Regions from separate parts of the Mus musculus genome. Here region 1 is linked to region 2. Evidence: chromatin contacts called from public Hi-C data. All regions are on one chromosome and are shown on one strand. Each heading gives the region's core, a stretch centred on a gene start, on an enhancer-like site or on the middle of the called end of the contact. The rest is flanking DNA. Distances are from core to core; before and after follow the strand shown.

The links. A called contact is a pair of places that touch in the nucleus more often than the background predicts.
Region 1: a Hi-C map of olfactory sensory neurons shows a contact between it and region 2, with 3 times the contacts expected there. The contact joins two enhancer-like sites. A contact is called at or near these places in 6 of 39 promoter capture datasets (the C10 cell line, the HPC-7 cell line, embryonic stem cells and 3 more), 2 of 15 datasets of contacts at CTCF or cohesin (large pre-B cells and pro-B cells), 29 of 484 Hi-C or Micro-C datasets (the 63-12 cell line, B cells, the C2C12 cell line and 15 more), 6 of 115 datasets of contacts at active chromatin or transcription factors (the 230-238 cell line, T-cell acute lymphoblastic leukemia, embryonic stem cells and 2 more) and 4 of 9 other capture datasets (adipose tissue, embryonic stem cells, liver and 1 more).

What each region holds. Positions count from the first base shown.
Region 1 is chr5:123,434,417-123,438,447 of GRCm38.p6, reverse strand. All of the region lies in intron 1 of Mlxip (MLX interacting protein), which reads right to left. Among named protein-coding and RNA genes, the nearest start is that of Mlxip, 42 kb to the right of the region's middle. Within about 2 kb of position 2,172, at least 90 of the 459 cell types and tissues checked have an H3K27ac peak or open chromatin away from gene starts, as enhancers often do. A contact at or near this core is called in cerebellum and olfactory sensory neurons, where this site is marked.
Region 2 is chr5:123,300,732-123,304,692 of GRCm38.p6, reverse strand. It overlaps Wdr66 (WD repeat domain 66), which reads right to left. Exons shown (of 21, transcript NM_001370840.1): 17 at 2,229-2,319; 18 at 1,856-1,999. Among named protein-coding and RNA genes, the nearest start is that of Bcl7a, 42 kb to the left of the region's middle. Within about 2 kb of position 2,337, at least 23 of the 459 cell types and tissues checked have an H3K27ac peak or open chromatin away from gene starts, as enhancers often do. A contact at or near this core is called in cerebellum and olfactory sensory neurons, where this site is marked.

The DNA of each region.
Region 1 (4,031 bases), core at 923-3,422, 130 kb before region 2:
ACACAAAATAAAAATAAGCATTTTTTTAAAAAGAAAGAGCACAGTGACCCGTCCCTAAAAAGTGTCCCAGCACACCCTCTTAGCATCTGAGAATACAACGATAGCAACAGTCTCTGGCCAAAGGTCAGGAACCTGAAGAGTCTTTCCACCTCCTCTTTCAGCTGCCACTCCAGAGGCATGACTAACCTGCCCATGTAACTGATCATCCGTCTGTGAGCATAAGGCCCTAGCTAAGGGACTGGAGCCTGTACTCCCTCCGCCCCAGCTGTGCAACTACGTTGGCAAGGGGTGTTCTGGTGCTTCTGTTTATTGGGTATAATCAAACAATGCCATCTCCTCCACAGTGATTTAACTAAGGGTTAGTTGAAAGTCTGTCTGTTTATGTGTATGTACACCCACCCACACATGTGTATGTACACCCACCCACACATGTGTATGTACACCCGCCCACACATGCACACACATGGAAGAGGGAGCTGGAGCAGGCACCTGACATGCGGTCGCAGTGGCAGGGCCATGGCTTTCTTTCTCTGTACTCAGCCAGGAGCGCTCAGCACCTACTCTGTGAGGAAAGACCTAAGAGCTGAGGGAGGAGAGAAGGGAGACGCGGGCCCGTGCCATCCAGGAGTTGTGTGAGAGAACACCAATGCAGGGGCTAAAACTTAAGCTGAGGCCAAGGAGAAGCGAGGAGGCACTGCTCCTGCTTGGCTGGTGACTATGACGAGGTAACAGAAGTGGAGCTCATCAGAGCTGTAAGAGCCAGTGGGCTAGTCCAGAGAAGGCTGCAGACAGAGCCTGTCTTCAACACAGTCAGTCGGTCTTCCCATGGGGAGCAAGGTCCTCTAGCAATTTCAGGTCTGGCCAGTGTGCAGTTCTAGTATTCAAATGAAATTAAGGAGCAAGTCTAAACTAAAAACACTTTTTCTATAACTGATACTCCATTCTTGTGACAGCCAGGAGTCCATGGTTGTGCCATGTGCTCATTAGTACCAGAATCTGACTGAGTACTATCTCAGAGATGACTTCAAAAGAAGAGTGACTACAAAGAGCTGTGTTGGACCCATGGCTCCAGGAAGAAACAGATGTTAGTGCCCTCTCAAGATCTGTGAGAGTTAACCAGTGGGCTAACCTAGGCCAATCATACCTCCGCTGTGCACCTATGAAAAAGGGGGCAGTGTGCTGTCAACCTCTTCCCCATCAGACTACACACACAGCTCTTGCAGGTAGGTATCATGATGAGAGTAGCAGGTACAGAAAAGGATATTGACCTATATATAAACAGTGCAAGCATTCCTTGGTTCTCCCCAACCGCTTGCTGAGATGTTTCTCTTATTCACAATACTTATGGCAAACAAAGTCAAATTTTAGCAGGAAAATATGCATTTCTAAGCCTCTACCATCTCATATTTCTGCAACATCTCTACAGCCAGCAAGTGGCGCTATACACACATAAAGAAACTAGTCCAAAACCCTGTCTGGTACACAGAATGGATGACTGACAAGTCCTACACCATCGCTCATAGTTATACGATGGCAAAAGCTACAAAGTGATGAAGGCTGGGGAGTGCAGCTCAGTGGTGGATGTGTTATAATTTCTGTCTGTTTCTTTCCTAATGTGCTCTCTGGCACCTCACAGAGGGAAGAGGGGCTATGTGTATAGGAGCCCTTCTTACACCACAAGTCGAGTTTCCCACAAAACTAGGAAAAGCTACTTTAAAAGACTCCATAAGGCAGCAGCAGAGGCAGTCACTCCATGAGAAAGCAGGGCACCCAAAAGCCTCTGATCAGGTTTCTGCTTTCCGCCCTGGTCTACACATCTTTCAGACAGTCCAACTACAAGGCTTCTTTAAATTATAGCCAGAAATACTAGAGAGCTTGTGAGACCACTGGCCCTGTACCTGGAAGTTTCTTCTACCTCATACTTCTGAACCGTGTGCTTCCTGTGTCATGGCCATGACCACAAGGGACATTTGCCAGGTACTTAGCCCAGCCTCCACCCCATGAGACAGCCATGGTCTAGCTCTTACTCATTTTAGGACTGCTGGTCCAGTGCTTCTAAACCCAGTTATTAAAACAATTGCTTAATGTTTCCATGAAGACGTCTTCATACACTCTGCCCCTACCCCCCCCCTTCCTAGAAGGAGGGTTGCTGACACAAAACAGGAAGTTCACAGGACAACAAAGGCCCCTCTTACAATTTTGTTGGATGGAGTTAGCAAACCATGAATTCTTCAGCGGTCTGGCAAAAGACTGCTTTGGAATGAAAATTAAAGTGCAAGCCTCAGAAGGAAAGCACTGGGCTATCAAGAACACAGGAGGGCAGGACTGGATCACGGATTCTGCTCGCTGGGGTAAATTAGACACCGACTCTTGTTCATTCTCTCCAAAAGGAAGCCAACACAGAGAGTACAGGCTGCTGATTACAGCTCTGGGTCACTCACTGATCAATTCAACCGCATCACCTCTTCACTTGTCCTGGTGATGCTCCTGAATCTCCACTGGTAAAGCACCCCCAACGCAAAGGGAAGCAGGCACGGACGGTCAGGTCCTGCTCTGCTCTCCTCTCCTCTCCGTTGGGGAGCAAGCTGCTCACGCTCCGTTGGGGAGCAAGCTGCTCACGCTCACCCTGCTTGTCTACTTGAGAGTGGACATGGAAAAACAAACAACTGCAGCCAATACTTTTTTATTGGTAATGACTGAGTTCACTTCTTTCAGAAGACATCTTCTCTTCTGAGTAGTTGAGACAAAAATCTGGCCCCTGTGAGACCCTGGGAATCTTTCAGTCTGTTGAAATACCAGGTTAAACACATTCCAAGAGATCTGTGCAAACTAAATTCTTTTGTATACTTCTAAGGTGCCTGAGACAACAAGACTTCATTTATTTATGGAAAGTGTGCTTTATCTTGGGAGTTGTGCTCAAGCATTAGCTTGCTGTCTGTAGAATGAGTGCTTCGGAGCCTGACATGAAACCATCTCAAGAGCCCACAGGTCCCATAACATTCGGTTGCTTTTCTGAACACTGTCAACATCACATCTGTCTTTCTGAATAATCCTATATGCCGCATGGTACTGGTGTGAAACATCACTGTACTGGAAGAATTAGTAGAGGACTTCAGTAATGTACCTGAGCTAAAATGACCGAGGCGTTAGGGGTGCACAGAAACCACCATGATTTGTATAACATTTTGAAGTGAATTAATATTTTTGAACATGCTTCTTCAACAGCCAGTGTTATATTTTTCAGATCAACACAAAGCACAATGGTTACTACTCTATAAACTCAATATTTTCAAATTCACATATTTAAAGTCATGCAAGCTGCAACTTCCCTGTCAGAATTACTGGCTGCCAAATTTATACCTGTTTCTTCAGCTGTACTTTTTGATATTTAGAATTTTTAAATTTCTGTAAAGTAGGTTTTGTAGACTGTAATGTGTTCACTGCCTTTGTGAAGCGGTATATAATTGTATAATTTCGTGTGTAACTGAATGCTTGGGCTTTCAATACAGTATTCATATAAAGCAATAAATATTAATGTTATGAAAAAAAAAACCTCACAATTCTATCCAACTGTGACCAGCAATAAAGATAATATTTTGATCATCATCTGATAGCTTTGTTTGTTTGTTTGTTTACTAGTTTTTGTTTTTTTAACTCTGGGGGATTCAGTACAAGTCTGAATACTTGATATGCGATTTCCAGTTCCTATCTCTTCCTGTTTTCCCAAATATCAACAGGCAGACTTTGCCAACACACATCCTGATCTGGAGAAGTTGGGTGGTTCCAGAGGAAAAGTCTGCAGAATTTGATACCTGACTGAACCCCAGGAATGAGTTATTTGCCTGTTCTACCTGTTACCTAAGGAGAAGCTCTACTTCCTGACGAGTCCCGGGGTGGGGATATTAGAGTAACCAGCCGACGGGAACACGGGGCTGAGAATCACCAAATCATAAGAGTTTCCCATGCCAAAGAGGCCAAAGCACGCAGACAGAGTATCCCAAACAGATGAAAAATCCTTGCTGTGTTCTTAA
Region 2 (3,961 bases), core at 1,088-3,587:
TGTTTAAAGTACTTCCGATACGACGTTCAGTTTGGAAAGCGATAGCTAAGGATATTGCTTTGAAAAATACAGCTGGGGGGTGGGGGACACAGAGGCATACCCACCTCTGATCCCGCAGTCGGGATGCAGAGGCAGGTGGATGAGTTTGAAAGACTGGTCTACACAAGTCCCAGGCCAGAGTTGCATGAGGAGACCCTGTATCAAAAGACCAAAGCCAAAACAAAACAAAACTACATTGGAAAAAAACAAACAAACAAACAAACAAAAAACAACAACAAGAAAAACCAAGATAAAGTAGCCTTGAATTCCTGGGTTCAGCCTCCAGAATAACTGGACAGTACAACACCAGCTCATGGAACCCTTGTGTGGGCTGTAAGTGCTTTCATGGCTATACGTCATGGGTGGGTGCTACCACATCTGGCTGGCAAGAGGGCCTTAAAGCTCACGTTCTCTGACACAGTTCAAGTTCTACTTGGACTCAGAACCATGAAAAACAGAGATGTTCACGTTCACCGAAGCTGTGTCTCGACAGCCAAATGCTCCGGGCAAGCCCAGCATCCAACAGCTGAGCGAGTCAGTGGGGCCCACTGCTCAAAAAAGGCACAGCACTAAGAAATTTTTACCGCCAAGCTCACAAAACACTGGAAACTTAGACCATTAAGGTTATCCGCCTAAATACACCGTTACTAAATCCATATGTGTAAGCATAGTTTCACACTGACTGTATGTGTACTTGTGCGGTATAATACCAATTCTTTGTTAAAATAATACTGATAAGACTATATCACATATAGACAATAGAAGAGAATTTATCAAGATATTAAGTGATTCTCTCTAATAACTTCTACTTTTGTTGTTTTGGTTTTGGAGACATGACAGGCCAGCCTCACATTTACAATGTAGCTGAGGACAACTTTGAGCTTCTGAAGCCCCTGCCTCCAAACCCCAAGAGCTGGGATTACAGGGGAAGCGGTATTCTTCGTATTAACAATTACAGAACCAAACCTCAGCCGCCTCTGAAAAAAATAAACCGCTTAAAGTACACTGCATCCTTCATCATCAAACACTTAGCTAAGATTTCACTCTTACATAGAAAGAAATAAACACACCCATCTCACTGGTGTGCAAATTTGTTTTTGTCTTTAACAAACAGTACCACTGTATGGAAAACAAAATTTGTTTTGTTTTGTTTTGTTTTTTTGAGACAGGGTTTCTCTGTGTAGCCCTGGCTGTCTTGGAACTCACTCTGTAGACCAGGCTGGCCTTGAACTTAGAAATCCGCCTGCCTCTGCCTCCCAAGTGCTGGGATTCTTTTAAAATAGGTTTCTTCATAGCTATTATCAGCAAAGGTTGGATTTGTGTACCTATTTTATACACCAATATACCCTGGATTGTGTAAAAATTACTTGGGCAAAAATGGGGCTGCAGGTCGGGCATGATGCACACACCTTTAGTCCCAGCACTCCGGAAGCAGAGGCAGGTGGGATCTCTGTGAGTTCAAGGCCAGCCTGATCTACAGTTCGAGTTGAAATACAGTCAGGGCTACATGGAGATCGTGGTACCTTCTCAGTATCTGCTCATGAACTCCCACTGGCCAGCGACGCCAAGTCAGCAAAGGTTTAGGAGGCCCTGGTGCGTCTAACATCACACATGCTCAAGGAATTGGTCTTCGGGAACAGGACACATCTTTACCTCCAGTCAGTTACTCAGGAGCTCATTGTGTGAGTTCTCAGAGTCTTCTTGCTGATCTATTTACTTGAGAAAAGTGGCATATTTCCAGGCTGGCTCCAGAGACTCTTCCCAGAGGCACTTGTTATAAATAGCCCACCCCAGCTCTGATCCGGTTTCTACTCACCTTCTCCTCTGACGGGTAAAAACCGATCGCTCTCATGACAAAAGGAAGCTCCGACAGGCAAATATGTTCCGACACCTGCCTGGTCTCCATTGTATCGATACCTTGACTGCGGATCTGAGAGTAGTAAAAATAGTCCTCCAACTCCTGTGTCAGACGAAACAGAAGACAGTGCACAGTCCCTCTGAAGTCACACACATCCACGAACGGGATGGGTTTTTGGGGTTTTTTGTTTTTTGTTTTTTTTCTAAAAAGTTCATTCTGAGCTCAGTGTGGGGTCGGAGCTTTGTGGAAAAGCAGAGAGGGTTGACCCCAAGGTTTGCTCTACAGCCTTGACTAGACGCCCCCAGGAAATGTTCCCTCGGATAACAATTACCCTGTAGAATTTTCCTTCCCTGCCACCAGACACCAGACCATAGAACGGGGTCAAGTCTTCACCCCCAAGGGAAACGGCAGCCTCCAGGGCCCTGGAACAATGGAAAACATCACCATTAGAGAGTACTCAAGCGTGAAGTCGCTGGAGCCGCACAGATGGTGGCCTAGGAAGGACACCCACCGCATCTGTACAACCAGGGTCTTTGCAACTGGCCCAGGAAGGTCCCACGGCGGCGGCGACAAAGCCTATGACAGAAAATTCAATTTCACGTGTGGAGTGCAGCCGTTCGGGGCACCCACCTTAATTATGGTGATATTCTCGTTCCTATGACACAGCAGGCCCCTGGCAATTTGTCTGTAATCTTTGGGGACCACAGCTCTACTGGGGGCTGGGGGAGGCTCCAGCCTGAGACCTCAACCCTCTTAGGCTGAGCACGGCCGACCAGTGCCAAAGGGCTGGCAGGTGCATTGCCAGTGCTAATTGCTTCCAGAAAAACCCGGGAGATCACGGGGACCCATGCCAAGCAGACAAAAATAACCCTCTGCTCTCTAACACAGGGTCAGATTTTCCAAAAATAGGCCCTTTGAATGGGAAGAAAACCTACTTTTGCATGAGACTGACCAACTTTTCCTCACACAAAAGGCAAATCATCTAAAGTTACAGTTTAAAAACAACAACAACAACAAACCTACTCACTGGATTTCTGCTAATTCAGTGAACTAGATCTCACTTCAGTGAAGACCCATGGTGGGGAACTGAAGTATCCAGGAATCACAGGGGCCTGCACGTGAGGCCTCACTCTTCCTGCTTGCAAGCTGTGTGACCACGAGAAATACCCACCTCTGCTCAGTTTCTGCATCTGCAGAATGGGTAGGGTCATACGGGTCCATCATAAGAATTAAATACACGGATTTGCCATGGGGCCTTTGGTTTTTCTCAGAAACCACTTCCTTACTTGAGCCATCAAGAGACCTCCTTGGAAGTTTAGGGACCTGTACGTGGGGATAAGAATTGCACTGTCTCCAGAATGGCAGTGAGGACGGAGTCAAGATGGCTGCGTACAACGGCCAGGGCGGAGCCCAGAAGTGCATCTCTATCCACACCAAGGGCTGACAAGGTTCTGACATGTCCCTACCCCTCTCAGCAGAACCACAAAATGTCCTCTGCCCGGTTAGTGGTTCTAGCGGAGGGCCTGATGCATTTCTTTTCCACAGGAGCCCGAGGTCCATCTCCTGCCGGGCCAGGTCTTCATTTTCCTTCTTATCTCTGACAGGAGGCTATCAGGTGATCAGCTAGCCCTTCCTTTCCTGTGGCCTCCAGGCCAAAACTGGCCTGGTCCTGACTCAAGGGATAACAGAGCCACGTTCAGACTGTCCTAGAGCAGGGTATATCAGGACCAGAAGTGACATGGGAATCTGTCACCACCAAGAATCCTTAAGGGAAGGCTATAAAATGTACTTAGCTCCCCAGGACAGCCCAACCTTCTGCCGTCTCTCCTCTCGGATGACTTTTGTGAAGATGATAGAAAGCTAGCCAGCACTCCAGTCTATGTGGTATTAGGAGCAGAATCCCGAGCTTTGGCGCATGCTAGGCCAGCGCTCTACCAGGCTGAGATACAGCCTGGGCCCTGGTGCAGGGCTGTAGTGTTTACTTATTTGGTGTTCTTACATTTCTTTCCATTAGTGAAACGCTGAACATATTAAGTCACCAGAAGCAGCAATAAAGCGCTAATT